Linked DNA regions of Zea mays: region 1 is linked to region 2. Evidence: chromatin contacts called from public Hi-C data. All regions are on one chromosome and are shown on one strand. The core of a region is the stretch at or near the end of the contact, and the rest is flanking DNA. Distances in the headings are between cores, read along the strand shown. Region 1 has its middle 66 kb from the start of LOC109942279. Region 2 holds the start of LOC100283220.

The links. A called contact is a pair of places that touch in the nucleus more often than the background predicts.
Region 1: a contact with region 2 is called in a Hi-C map of tassel, with 2.5 times the contacts expected there. The contact joins the enhancer-like site here to the promoter of LOC100283220 in region 2. A contact is called at or near these places in 2 of 25 Hi-C or Micro-C datasets (ear and tassel).

What each region holds. Positions count from the first base shown.
Region 1 is chr9:49,466,970-49,473,458 of Zm-B73-REFERENCE-NAM-5.0, reverse strand. No RefSeq gene overlaps it. Among protein-coding and RNA genes, the nearest start is that of LOC109942279, 66 kb to the right of the region's middle. Within about 2 kb of position 5,033, at least 6 of the 20 cell types and tissues checked have an H3K27ac peak or open chromatin away from gene starts, as enhancers often do. A contact at or near this core is called in tassel, where this site is marked.
Region 2 is chr9:49,279,625-49,285,764 of Zm-B73-REFERENCE-NAM-5.0, reverse strand. It overlaps LOC100283220, which reads right to left and starts at 1,325. Exons shown (of 3, transcript NM_001156122.1): 1 at 978-1,325. The coding sequence starts at 1,265.

The sequences.
Region 1 (6,489 bases), core at 3,784-6,283, 180 kb before region 2:
GTAATGCGCGATGAGAAGGAGGTGATGCGGCAATGGAACGAACAACGCGACAAGGAAGAGGCAGAACTGCTGCATAAACTCTCCGAACGGCGCAAGGAGGCGGCGGACAAGTACTTGTCACACTTCACGGTAGATCGCCACCAGAAGATCGTCCGTCAAGGGGAGATCGATATGGAATCTCTCCTACCTCCACTTCAGGGTCCCGCTGTAAGTACTCCAGATCTATCTCTTATGACTTTCATGGATCAACGAGGAGATCAATTAAAGCAATACGTAGATGAATCTATTAAAATGCATTTACGTGCATACGAGAAATCAGCTGCTCCTAACTTTCCATCGCGAGAGTCTAATACAGTGCCACCCACGTCAAACACATCGGCTATAAACGGGTCACCTTTGACCCAGCCATCATATGGTATGCCGATGCACGCTTTCGTGTCACCGTCACAGCCGCAACCACTAGGCACGCGGCAGGTACTAGACGCGACCGGACCGTCCGAGCATCATCTCAGACAGTCCGGTTATACTGCGGACCGTCCGACGTATTTCGCCGGACCATCCGACCAGATGCAGGCCCGCACACAAAACACTCAGGTCGCACCGTACATGGCCATACCATCAGGGTACAACCCTGAACACTTTGGCCCCATCACGGACCGTCCGGTACATCACGCCGGACCGTCCGGATATGTTGCGGACCATCCGCCGTCTTACGCCGGACCGTCCGGATATGGCATGAACCGGCCAACGTATTACGCTGGACCATCCGACTCTACACGTGTCCACGCGCAGACTGCCCAAGTCGCGCCATATATGGTCGATCCGTCCGGGTACAACCCTGGACCATTCGGCCCGATCACGGACCGTCCAGTTCTTTATGACAGACGGTCTGGGTATGAGACTACCCACGTAGCACCATATACGGCTGGACAATCCGGATATACCTTCGGACCGTTTGGCTAGGTCGCGGACCATCCGGCTTCTTATGCTGGACCGTCCAGATATGCATACGCAGAACCGAGAGCTGCGCAATACGCACAGTTCCCACATTCATCGCAGCAACATTATGGCGCCCCACCAGCAACACATTATAATCATGCCATACCACCTCATGGACATAGGGCTGAATACTATTCGGCCATAAGAGAGCCTGAGAGGTATAGGGCAGGAGCTGGTGACATTAATAGGACACCTAACACACACCTCAAACATCCCTGAGAGGAAAGCCGACAGAGTGATGTCAGGCAACCTGAGATTTCTACCCACAAACTCAATGGATGGTCGCCAGACATGGCGGAGAGGGTCAGAGACGAGGTAGCTGGGATGTTCAGGGACAAACTCGGTGTTACTGTGTCAGGTACAGGGCAATCATATCGGAAGCCTTATAGCCACTGATTCGACACCGTGCCATATCCACAGGGAACTAGAATACCAGACTTCTCTAAATTTTCTGGTGAAGGTGGGAAAAGCACACACGAACATATTAGCCAATTCATAGCACACTTGGGAGAATTGGCTGATGGGGAAGCCTACCGCGTTCGTTTATTCTCGTTGTCCCTTACTGATACTGCATTTGCATGGTACGCAGCTTTGCCACCAAACTCTATTAACTCTTGGGAAGAATTAGAGCAGAAATTTCATGAACACTTCTTCTCAGGAGAACATGAGTTAGAATTGGCTGACTTTGCTTCAGTCCAACAGGGGCCTGAAGAATCGGTTAATGACTATATCCGGAGATTCCGGGACACTAGAAACCGATGCTTTCAAATTCATGTCGCAGAAAAACAACTAACAGGGCTAGCTTTCAATGGGTTACGACCCTACTTAAAAGAAAAATTAGATGGCACCCAATTCTTTTCGCTAGTGCACTTACACCAGCGGGCTATGACCTGTGAAAGCCGAAGTAAGGAAACATCAAAATCGGCTAGCCATAAGATGCATCTAGTGGGATACGATAATTCGGACGATGAATCCACGGATGTATACACCGCCGAACTGGTTTGGCCAGGACAGGCTAAACCTTCAGCGTGTTCTGCTTTACAGTCGATTCGAAAGAATCGACAAGAAGAAGTTAAGTTTACTTTTAATGTTGCCAAATGCGATAAAATATTTGACGAGTTACTGAAAAACGACAACATTAAATTAAATCATACTATTCCTCCTCCTGATGAATTAAAGAGGCGTGCTTATTGTAAGTGGCATAATTCCTTTTCTCATGCCACCAATGATTGTAATGTTTTTCGTCGACAGATACAATCGGCCATAAATGAGGGTAGATTGGCTTTTCAGGAGATGCAAGTAGACACACAACCTTTTCCTGTTAATACAATAGAACTCACTTGCAAAAAGGTTTTGGTTCGGCCCGAAATGGCCGATAAAGGCAAAGGCAAGGGCATCGTCATTGGCGATCCCCGCACGTCAGATAAATCACAAAATGAGATTGCTCGAAAGGCTTCGGACGAGAAGGCTAAAAGGTCCGAAGACGCCGGGGGGCAGGCACAGTTAATGAACCAAACACGTCAGCCTAGCCCAAGCATCGTAGATGGTCCGGCACCTACGTGCGGACAATCCGGTGCTCAGACAAACGGTCCGGCTAACTCAGTCGGACAGTCCCCCTATGACCAAAGGCGTCAACCTCTACACAAAGCAAGGAAAAAGACGCAAGGTCAAAGCACATATAATCGGCTGATCAAAGCCGATCCTACTTTTGATCAGTTGCTCTCCAAAAATACTAGCAAAAAGACTGTTCCACGTGATCGGTCAACAAAGAAACCCCGGTCACCTGCTAAAACAAAACGGTCAAACAAAACGGCCCGAAAGGCGACACAACAAGCATCGCCTATTCATTCTATGAGACCAGGGTACTTTCCACCTATTTACTCATCGTGGGTATATTATCCTGTTCAAACATGGAATGGCACGATGATGAATCCATGGTACATGTATAGTCCCTTCGTCTATCCAGACTGGGGGGCACCTCCATTCTATTCCTTTTGATCCATTGATCAAATGGTCATGGCCGAGAAAGATACAATCCGAAACGGCCTTTATATTGGTGCTTTATTGAATAATCTCCATATCGAAAAGCCGGTGACCTACATCAGGTTTAGTTCATATGCTTTTGGTTCGTCAACCTTCACCAAAAGGCAGGGGTGCATATGTTGGAAACCAAAATGGTCGTGCGGACGGTCCGCCCTGAGACCGGACGGTCCGTGGTCCGGACTGTCCGTGGTGGTGGCGCGGACGGTCCGCGCGTGCGCAGAGTCAGTTAGGGTTCCTAGTTTCTCGCGGGATTTGTTACCTAAAACCGCGGGATTAAATCGGAAATTAGTTGGAAGCGGATCCAGACCTCCCCTTTATATAGATAAAGGGCTACGGCCGATTGGACCCCCGAACAATCGATCAAATCAAGTCTATTACTCGTTTTTACCTTATGTATTAGGAGTAGTTCTAGTCTAGTTCTAGTTTAGCCCTAGTTTAGTATTCCAATCCCCAAATTCTCTGCCTCTCCTCGACTCTACGTCGATTAGAGGAGTCTAGGTCGGTCTGCCCGAGCCTAGACAACTCATAGGATCTCTCCTCCCCGACGGGGTCCCTCCCGGTTGCGAGATCCAGGCGTCGCCGGCGATCTTCTGCCGCCCCTGCGCACGCGCGGACCGTCCGGCCCTAGGGCGCGGACCGTCCGGCCGTCAGGTAGGGAATCCTAGCTCCTGCACCAGGTCGCGGACCATCCGGCCCTGTGCCGCGGACCGTCCGCGTCTGAACAGAGAGCACCGCCGCCTCGCGCCAGGTCGCGAACCGTCCGACTCTGTGCCGCGGACCGTCTGCGCCTGACCAGAGAGCACCGCCGCTGGTTCTTTTGAGTGATTGGCGTCTCCAAAACAGTATCATAACAATTTCGGTCGTTACAGCTTTGTACTGTTGAACCTCTCGCCTACTGCAAACGTAAACTTGTTCCGCGGTATACTAGAGGTCTATTCTTAGGATACTCTATAGATGTCCAAACAGTGCGGGCCGCCCGTTTGGCCCGTGGCACGGCACGAATTTAGCCCGGTCCAAACACGGCCCGGCACGGTCGGTTACGGGCCCGGGCCGGCACGGCCCGTTTAGCGGGCCGGGTATGGGCACATACGGCGGCCCGCGTGCTTTGGCCCGGCCCGGCACGATAAATGGGTCGGCACGACGGCGGCCCACATATGTATGTAAATACTAAATATGTAAATACATTTAATTCTCTCATAGTATGTAAATACTAAATACGCGGCCAAACATATATAAAATGCATACATAAATATAAAATGCATACATAAATATTTTGTTGTCTTAATATATATAAATAATATGTTATTATATATGATTAATTATGTTAAATATATGTATTTATATACCGTTCTACTGTTGGTTCGGGCCAGTGCCCGGCCCGGTCCGTTGAGGCCCACCGGGCCAACGGGCCGGCCCGGCACGATTTTTTCCTGTGCGTGCCGGGTTTGGGCATGTCTCTAGGCACGTGGGCCAGCCCGACCCGGCCCGAAGCATCAACGGGCCGTGCCTGGCCCGGCCCTATTCGTACCGGGCCGAAACGGGTTCGGGCCGGGTCCGTGCCGGGTGGCCCGTTTGGACATCTATAGGATACTCTTATGATAGAGAGAGACTCCTAGCGAGCATGTGGAATCTCTGCTCCGCAGGAACACCAGTAGCTAGGCGAGAGCAGCCATATTTTACACACGGTAAGGTGCAGACTGCAGAGTGCAGACACAATTACGCGTGAACCGATGGCGCGCCCCTTTCACATTTTGCATGATCAACTTCAAAAACATTAAAAAAGATTAAACTTGCACGATCATTAGCACGCACACACGCACTGACCAACAAGTGATGCTTTTTCGCTTTTTTGTCCATACTCGGTGATGATCACACGCTCCATTAAGCCAATTAATCAATCCCGCCGTGTCCCCGAATCTGCCATCACACTCCAGTAGTGCTCTCGACCGTCAAAGAGGCACCAACCTTCCTGCCATCTTCTTCTTCCACCTCTTGCTCCCCTATAAATGCAGCCACTTGACTCGACGCCCACGCACCTTACACAACTGAGCTCACAGTCACATGCACAGGCCGGTGCTATATATAATCATATCAGAGAGTTAGATTGTGACAGGTGGTTTTAGCTAGCTAAGGTACGTACAACCAGTGCCAGGGCAATTATCATCAATTAAGAAAAAGAGAGATCAGAGAGAGGAACTTACTAATCATGAGTGATCTGAAGTACTCATCCTACACGAGGCTGGGCCTGCGGCGGTGGCGACGGACGGCGAGGGGAGTCCGGCTCAGCCCGACGCGCATCACCGTGCGCAGGCTCCGTGCCAAGCTGTGGACGCTGCTGGGGCTCCTGGGCCGTTGCGTGCGCAACCTACGGCTACTCACGAAGGGCCGGATGGCAGCGGCAGCCGGTGCTGTGAAGGCGAGCTCGCCCCCTGCCGCTGCCACCGGCAGCAGGAGGTTTCTTGTGGCCGGTCAGAAACGCTCCCTCGCCGGAGGGAAGACCGGACGACAGGCCGCCGGGGACGGCGGGAGCAGCAGCAGTAAGCCACCGCGGCGGCCGCCGTGCATGCGGTCCAACTCCTTCTACGCACGCGCCGTCGCCGAGTGCCTCGAATTCATCAAGGGCAGCAACGCGCCGCCAGCGTCACCGTCGCCACTGGCGGCCCACGGCACGCCGCGCCGCGGCACCAGGTGCTGACACGCGGCGGCTGCGACGGCGACGACGACGACGTGAGTTTACCCACGCGAGTCGATGGTGCAGATGAATCGATCAGCTTGCATTGTAGATAGGATCGATACGCTCGCATTGCATCGTCGGGTTTCGTAGTGTCTTGTTTGGTTTATGTTCATCGTTTGAATCCTAGCTCTAGTTTTGCTTCTGCGATCGAATGAAGGGTTTATCACTTCATGCATCTGGATTAGTTAGATTGTTTAGTTGCAGAATTGTCAAAAATGATAATGAAAGTTGGCAAGAGGGTTGCCGAATGATGCAACATGTGTGTGCCAGATATTTTTGTTAAGGATGGAGCTTTCTTTATCTTGATTGGTCATGAGTGTTTTGAGTATGAAAATATTTCAGTTTGTGTCAGGCTCTGCTCGCCTTCGTCGGCATCTCTTCTCCGCGCACCGTATCAAGGAGTTATTTTTATTTCTTTTCTTGTCTTAAAATTGAAGCTAGTATTTCTTTTCTCTTCTCCGCGTTTGGTTTCGGAGTACAGTGATTAGTGTGATATAAAACGGAGTGATTCTAAAAATAGAAAATTATACTCAAATGTTAAACTATTTAGCTTACTAAAATCTCTCGCACGGAGCTACTCTAAGGATAGAGTCGTTCCAATCCAACCGACTTCGGAACCGAACGCTATCTAAAACTTTCAATTGAGACCGGTCTACGGCTAGTCTTATCTGAGCTTGTGCAAGCGAATTAATTGGATGGTGTTGCAATAAGCG
Region 2 (6,140 bases), core at 76-2,575:
TCTCCTGCCAAGTCAAGAAAACCATATCTGATTTCCCCCTTTGTTTTATGAAGTTTTGTATTTTCTTAGTATTGTGTGATCACTAAATTAGGTTCCCCTTTTCATTATGTAATCAAATATGGCAGATATCAACATTCAGAGTTTTCTAATGGTGGCAGACAAATACATCCAATGGCCAATAGCATGCCTACTACTGTCGTCCTGACAGAAATACTAGGAACTGCCAATCCTTAACTCTGCAAATCAGCACGGTGAGTTCTAATCCACAGGCACTTAAACTCCAGAATTTCACCTTCTTTGGAATAGAGGATTAATAAAACATAGGGATAGGAAAAATGTAGGAATAGAGTTGCATGACACCTTCAATTCCATAGGAAAATTTCCAAGAGGTTGGACCTCATGTTAAAAATCCTCCAAAATCTCACTACAATGCTCCATTCCATAGGAATTTTATAGGATTTGTAGCGATTCAATCCTTTGTTCCAAAGGGCCACATAGGAAAACTTTATATAGGATTTCAATCCTTCAAAATTCCTTTACTTTTCCTTTGTTCCAAAGAAGGCCTAAACATTTTGTGACAGACGTGACACTAAAAATGACTAATTTATGGATACCAAAAAATCCAATGGAAGCATCTGGTAATCACCTAAGCATCATGTCTGAGCTAGAGATAGTTCTAAGTTGTAGTGTAGGTCCAGTACACAGAACTGCAGCCATGAGCCAATCCAATTAAGCAATTTCTACTTCAACAGAAAAGGGACCACCTGCCATCTCCGTTAAATTGGAAGCCAATTCCTTGCCGCCTCTAATAGAAACAGCTCTATCTAATAACGGATTCCTAATCCCATTCCAATAAAAATGGTAGCCCTTCGACTAGAACTCTGACCATTACTAGGTGAAACAAGGTTAAACTAATGATGCAGATATGGAATCAAAATACGATACAGCCAATCAATCAAATAAAATGAAGAGCGAACCTTGTCGGTGTTGCTCTCCTCCGACTGGACAACGCACTCGATCTCAGACTCGACGATGCGCCTCAGGTTATCGTCCGCCGAAGACGTGGAGGAGGACGCCGGGGACTGCGACGCCAGGAAGCGGCGGGCGGTGGTCCCCGCCGTCGATGAGGTGGCCGCAGGGAGACGGCGGAGGAGGGGAACGGGCGCCGAGGAACAGAGACCGCGGCGGACAAGAGCGGAGAGAGGAGAGGAAGAGGTGGAAGCGGCGCGGCGTAGGAGCCGAGCTGCGAGGGACGCCGGCGACATGGCCTTAGAGCCGTGGAATGTGGTTCCGCTCTAGGAGGGGGTGGACGGCGGCCGGTTGTGGAGCCTAGGGTTTTGGACTGGGGTTTATTAAGAGTTTTGAGAAATCTGAGCCCATGTGTACCGAAGGCCCAATTGTATGTACCCAAGCATATGAACATCGGACTTTCTTTGTTATCTATCTAACGGACCAAGAAGAAGTTCGCTTTCTTTGTTGGCCGAGTGTTAAGTTTATTATTAAGGCCCTACCTAGCAGAACTGAGTATGTAAAACGTGTTCTAGAGTGAAATTATTTAGCAGCTTTATTAAATTTAGGATTCACCAGTAAATTATTTAAATACTGGAGTATGTAGCAGCTTTAGATCTGTGAAACAGATATTTTTAGTTAAAATAACCTATTTTGCTCTTCCGAGTTAATTTGGTATATCTATTTGTTATATACTATACGTGTCATGTTGATATTTTTTCACAAAATATTGTCTTTTAAAAAATGCAATATTTTCACAAAATACTCATGAGCATTTAATATGTTCAAGAGATATAAATAACATTTCTAAGACAACGTATCAATACTATTATTCTTATTCATATATAAAGAGAACTAAAGATTAAATGAACAGTAGTCTTTCATTACATACTAGTTCCAAGCTTGAGCAAGAAACATGGTAAATTCGTCACAAGATGTCTTAGTGGCGATATTAGCTTTCGTAGTAGTGGCATCTAATGTGACAATGTATCAATTGTAGTTTCATGTATTATTCTATAAAGTTAGAATCACAGTTAAAACGAGCAAAATTTAAATCTTTGTTATTATGTTCACGAATAAAATTGTGAAGGACCATGAAATAACAACCATTTTCTGCTTTCACCTCGGAGGCTCGGACGATTAGACATTTTGTATTTAATTTGCCACTTCATTTTCAGTGTTTCAAAAAAACTCTTAATCTCTACTACTATTAAGAGAATAGTGTAGACCTCACACCGTGGGTGGTGCACGGTTCTGCCTTCCACCCGCGACACCCTCCGCTCCGCACATTCCCACCGCTCCCTCGCCCCCAGATCTCGCGCACGCCATCAATGCGCGGGCAGAGCCCCAGCCCCCGGATCCATGGATGACCGGCGTGGATGGCGCCTCCGCTTGATGTCTCCTCCGTCGATCCGTCTCGGCATTGAAATTGTCGCTGCACACGATGCACTCCACCCTCGGCCGATGCTTCCCCCGCCCAGCCGCCTGCGCCCGCGGCTACATCATCCAGCCTGCCGCTTGCGCTACCCACGATGCACTCCACCCACCTCCGCCGCTCGCCATGGCCTCCACCCAACTCACGTGCAGCAGGTTCCAACTCCCAAGATCTAGGTCGGACACCGACGCACACCACGTCAGTAACGCCAAGCACCACTCGTTCGACCTCGGCAAGAACCCGCCTCTCCGTCATCGCCCCCCCCCCCCCTCCACTCTCTCTCGCTTGCTCTAGCCGATCTATGTGCATGGGGCTCAACGGATGGAACAAATCCTCGTCGATGCTCAGGTTCGTGCCCCTTCTTTCCCCTTCTTCTTCCGCGAAAGGTCCATGTTTTCACCGATCTAGGAGGTTTTGATCGGGCTTTATGGCTCTGTTCGTCGAGATCTTGGGAGTTCATGGCTGGCGCATTTCTCCGTAGCCCGAAGCCAAAAATTCCCCCACCCCAAGGCCGCATCCTCCTGCAGCCTGCTCGAAACCCTCCTTCCTCCTCCTGAATTCGTCAACCGGTCTCCCAAATCGGAGCGACAATCGGATTGTTGGGTCTCGAGACTGAGCTGTGCTCCAGTCTGTGAGCTATTCGTTGATTTTCCAGCGTGAAGGCGCCGGTCTTTAGGATAACTTTCTCTTGCCCCGTTGGACGTGGACTCGTAGAGTATCAGAAAGAGGTAGATAAATTTCAAAATTGGCTGTAATTAGGTTTTAAGATTAATATATTTGGGTTTTAGCGTGTGATTGCCCCCTGTTGATACAAAGGGGATTTTCCATTGTTATGCTGAATGTCACTGAATTGAGTCATTTAGGTTTTTTCTGAAGGTTTCGGTATAAAGCATTTTGTGATTTATTAGGTAAATGGTGTTATTTTGCTCCCCACTAGGCAAATAACGGACAAATGTAACGTTTTATGCCTGCATATGGCCAGGAATGATTCATCCATTCGGTGGGATTTAACAAGGCTTACTGTATTTTTGGTCTAGCCATATGATGATAATTTTAAGTGGTTTCTCCATCATATGCTTTTTTTCAGGGTGGACATTCTTTGTTTTTTTATTGTGGCCTACAACTTTGCATGCATGGGAAAAGCTATGTTTTTTACTGCATTTGGCTTGGAAAGTTTGGATGCAACAGTGCAGCACCATTTGGCATCATATTTTTGGGGCTTATTGTATAGAATGATTGTTGTCTAATTTTATGATTTGACTGTTGCGTTGGCAGCTATTAGGGAAAGACTCCACTGACATTGACATTGCGCTTGACAATATGACGGGTCAGAATTTCTGTGAGAAAGTAAATGAGTATTCAAAGTTGATATGGGAGCAGCAGAAAGGAATCGGTGTTATCCAATGGTATGTGATTTTTACTATGGTAATTCTAATGAGTATCTTATTACTGTTGCTGCTTGTTCGTGGGGTTGGATGATCCTTTTAAGTAGCCTCTATTTGTTTCTATTCCCTGTCACAGGCTGTTTCTTCTTGTAAGTAATCAGGTGAGGTGTATGTTTTTCTGGGTTGACGTGCTGAGAGTTTTTCTACTCTTTCTCCTCTCCCTCGTACAATTTGTTCTCTCTTATTAATGAAATGATGCGCAGTTCTCCGGCGTGTTCGAAAAAAACTGTTGCTGCTTATACCATTTTGCACTTGTTTGGCTGAAAGCAAGTGAGCTGTTTGAATATCCATCAGCTTGGATAATGATTTTTTTTGCAGTAACCCCGATCAATCCAAGCACTTGGAAACTGCTAGGATGCTTATTCTCGACATCTGGATTGATTTTGTTAACTTGCGGTCTGAAACATATACTGAAAACAACCGTATCCCTACAATGGTGTGTACTTCTATAATCCCTTTGCATGGTTATTAGTGACCTTGTCATATTATCTATTTGCAAGTTGCATATTATCTCTGTTTGGCGTGGATTACTTTGTTAATTTGTTGTGGAGAATTATATTATTACAATTAAAACACATGTTGACTCAACTACATTAGCCACTGCCCTGAGGGATTCAGATCTTATCTTCATAACAGCTGGGATGGGAGGGGGTTCTAGATCTGGTGCTGCTCCAGTTGTTGCCCAGATATCAAAGGAAGCCGGTTATCTTACAGTTGGTGTTATCACCTATCCATTCAGTTTCGAGGGCCGTAAGCACTCTGTACAGGCAAGTATTTGAGCCCCCCTTCACTCCTGAATTAGAATTCAAATTGTCATATCTCGTTCTGCGACTTTCTTTTGTTCGATGGAAGCATTAGTTTGTAGTCATAACAATGACATGCAGCCACATTTATTGCAATCATGTATATAATGGTAGATCAAAGAAATGTAGCATCATGCCATCACCTGTAGCTCATCTCATAATTTTTGTTCCTACTTTTCTTCGTGGTTGATGCCCAAGACAATATACAACTATGTGGAATCTATTCTAATTAATCCATGATTTACCTATGTGATTGCAACAGTAAACATATGATAACCACAAATTAATTAGGTTTAATAGATTCATTTCACAAATCAGTCACTGTTTATGCAATTAGTTTTATAATAAACTCATGTTTAATCATTCTAATCGAAATGCAAACATCGGATGTGACCCAGACTAAAGTTCAGTCCGAGATCCAAACAACTCCTACACCTGAAGTCACAGATCCCACAAAACTAGGTGTAGAACCGAAACAAAGCTGTACCCAAATCGAATATTTTGATTTAAAACGATTTTTATTTGTCAATTAGCGTGTTTATCTATCTATGGAGTTCAGATTCAAAAGCATGCCATCTCTAGAACCTCCCACCCATTCTGGAGTTTGGACGCACGACTAACGGAATTGCAGAACGTGAAGCTTGCCGCTGAGCGTTGACCTTTGAGGTACAACCGTAGAAGATACAAATCCCCGACTCTTTTTGTTCTGTTCATGTGGATGGCAATAAAAACTACTGCAAGTTGCGGATGGACACGACCGGAGAAGCCTCCCATGTTCTAGCTAGAGTTACTAAGCAGGTCAGCTTTATTTCAGCAGGAGTATAGTAATAAAAACTACTGCGTTAAGATCGCACACCATGTGCCTGCCTATCTCTATCTGTGAGTCAAGACTGTTGTTGAAGCTCCCCTGGCTGCTTACAGAGACCACTGTCCGTTGTTTAAGGGTCTTGAACCGTGTCCAGGTTCACGGAACTCCTTGAGAATCTGAACCTGTTTCCCCCAGTCAGCTTACACTGGCTCCTGCTCCTTGGTTTGAATATTGTGGAGCGTTTCCCAGACCGGGCGACACGGCGACGGGAAACGCACAAGGGCACAGTCCCTCCCAGCCCAAGAAAATAAACCATGTGCTTTCATTTGAGCAGATACATGATGTCAAGCTAAACATCGAAGCAACCAGGTCATCCCCTTGGACCCTCGCTCGCTCTTCTCGCGTTAAGCTTAATCCTCAGCCGCCTCTGCCTCTGGCCTAGCTTGAGTTGTAATTAACCAGTTCATTAGATTAATGAATTTGCTTTACTTTGCTTGCTTCGATGTTTAGCTTTACTCCCCTCCTCAATCAGGTTGTCCAGGTGTATCATTCATGTTACTTAGTGGACCTCTGACAGAACATAATACCCTCCCCTTACCTTAGCTCTTTTTTTTCTACAATCAACATGTGATTATGTTATT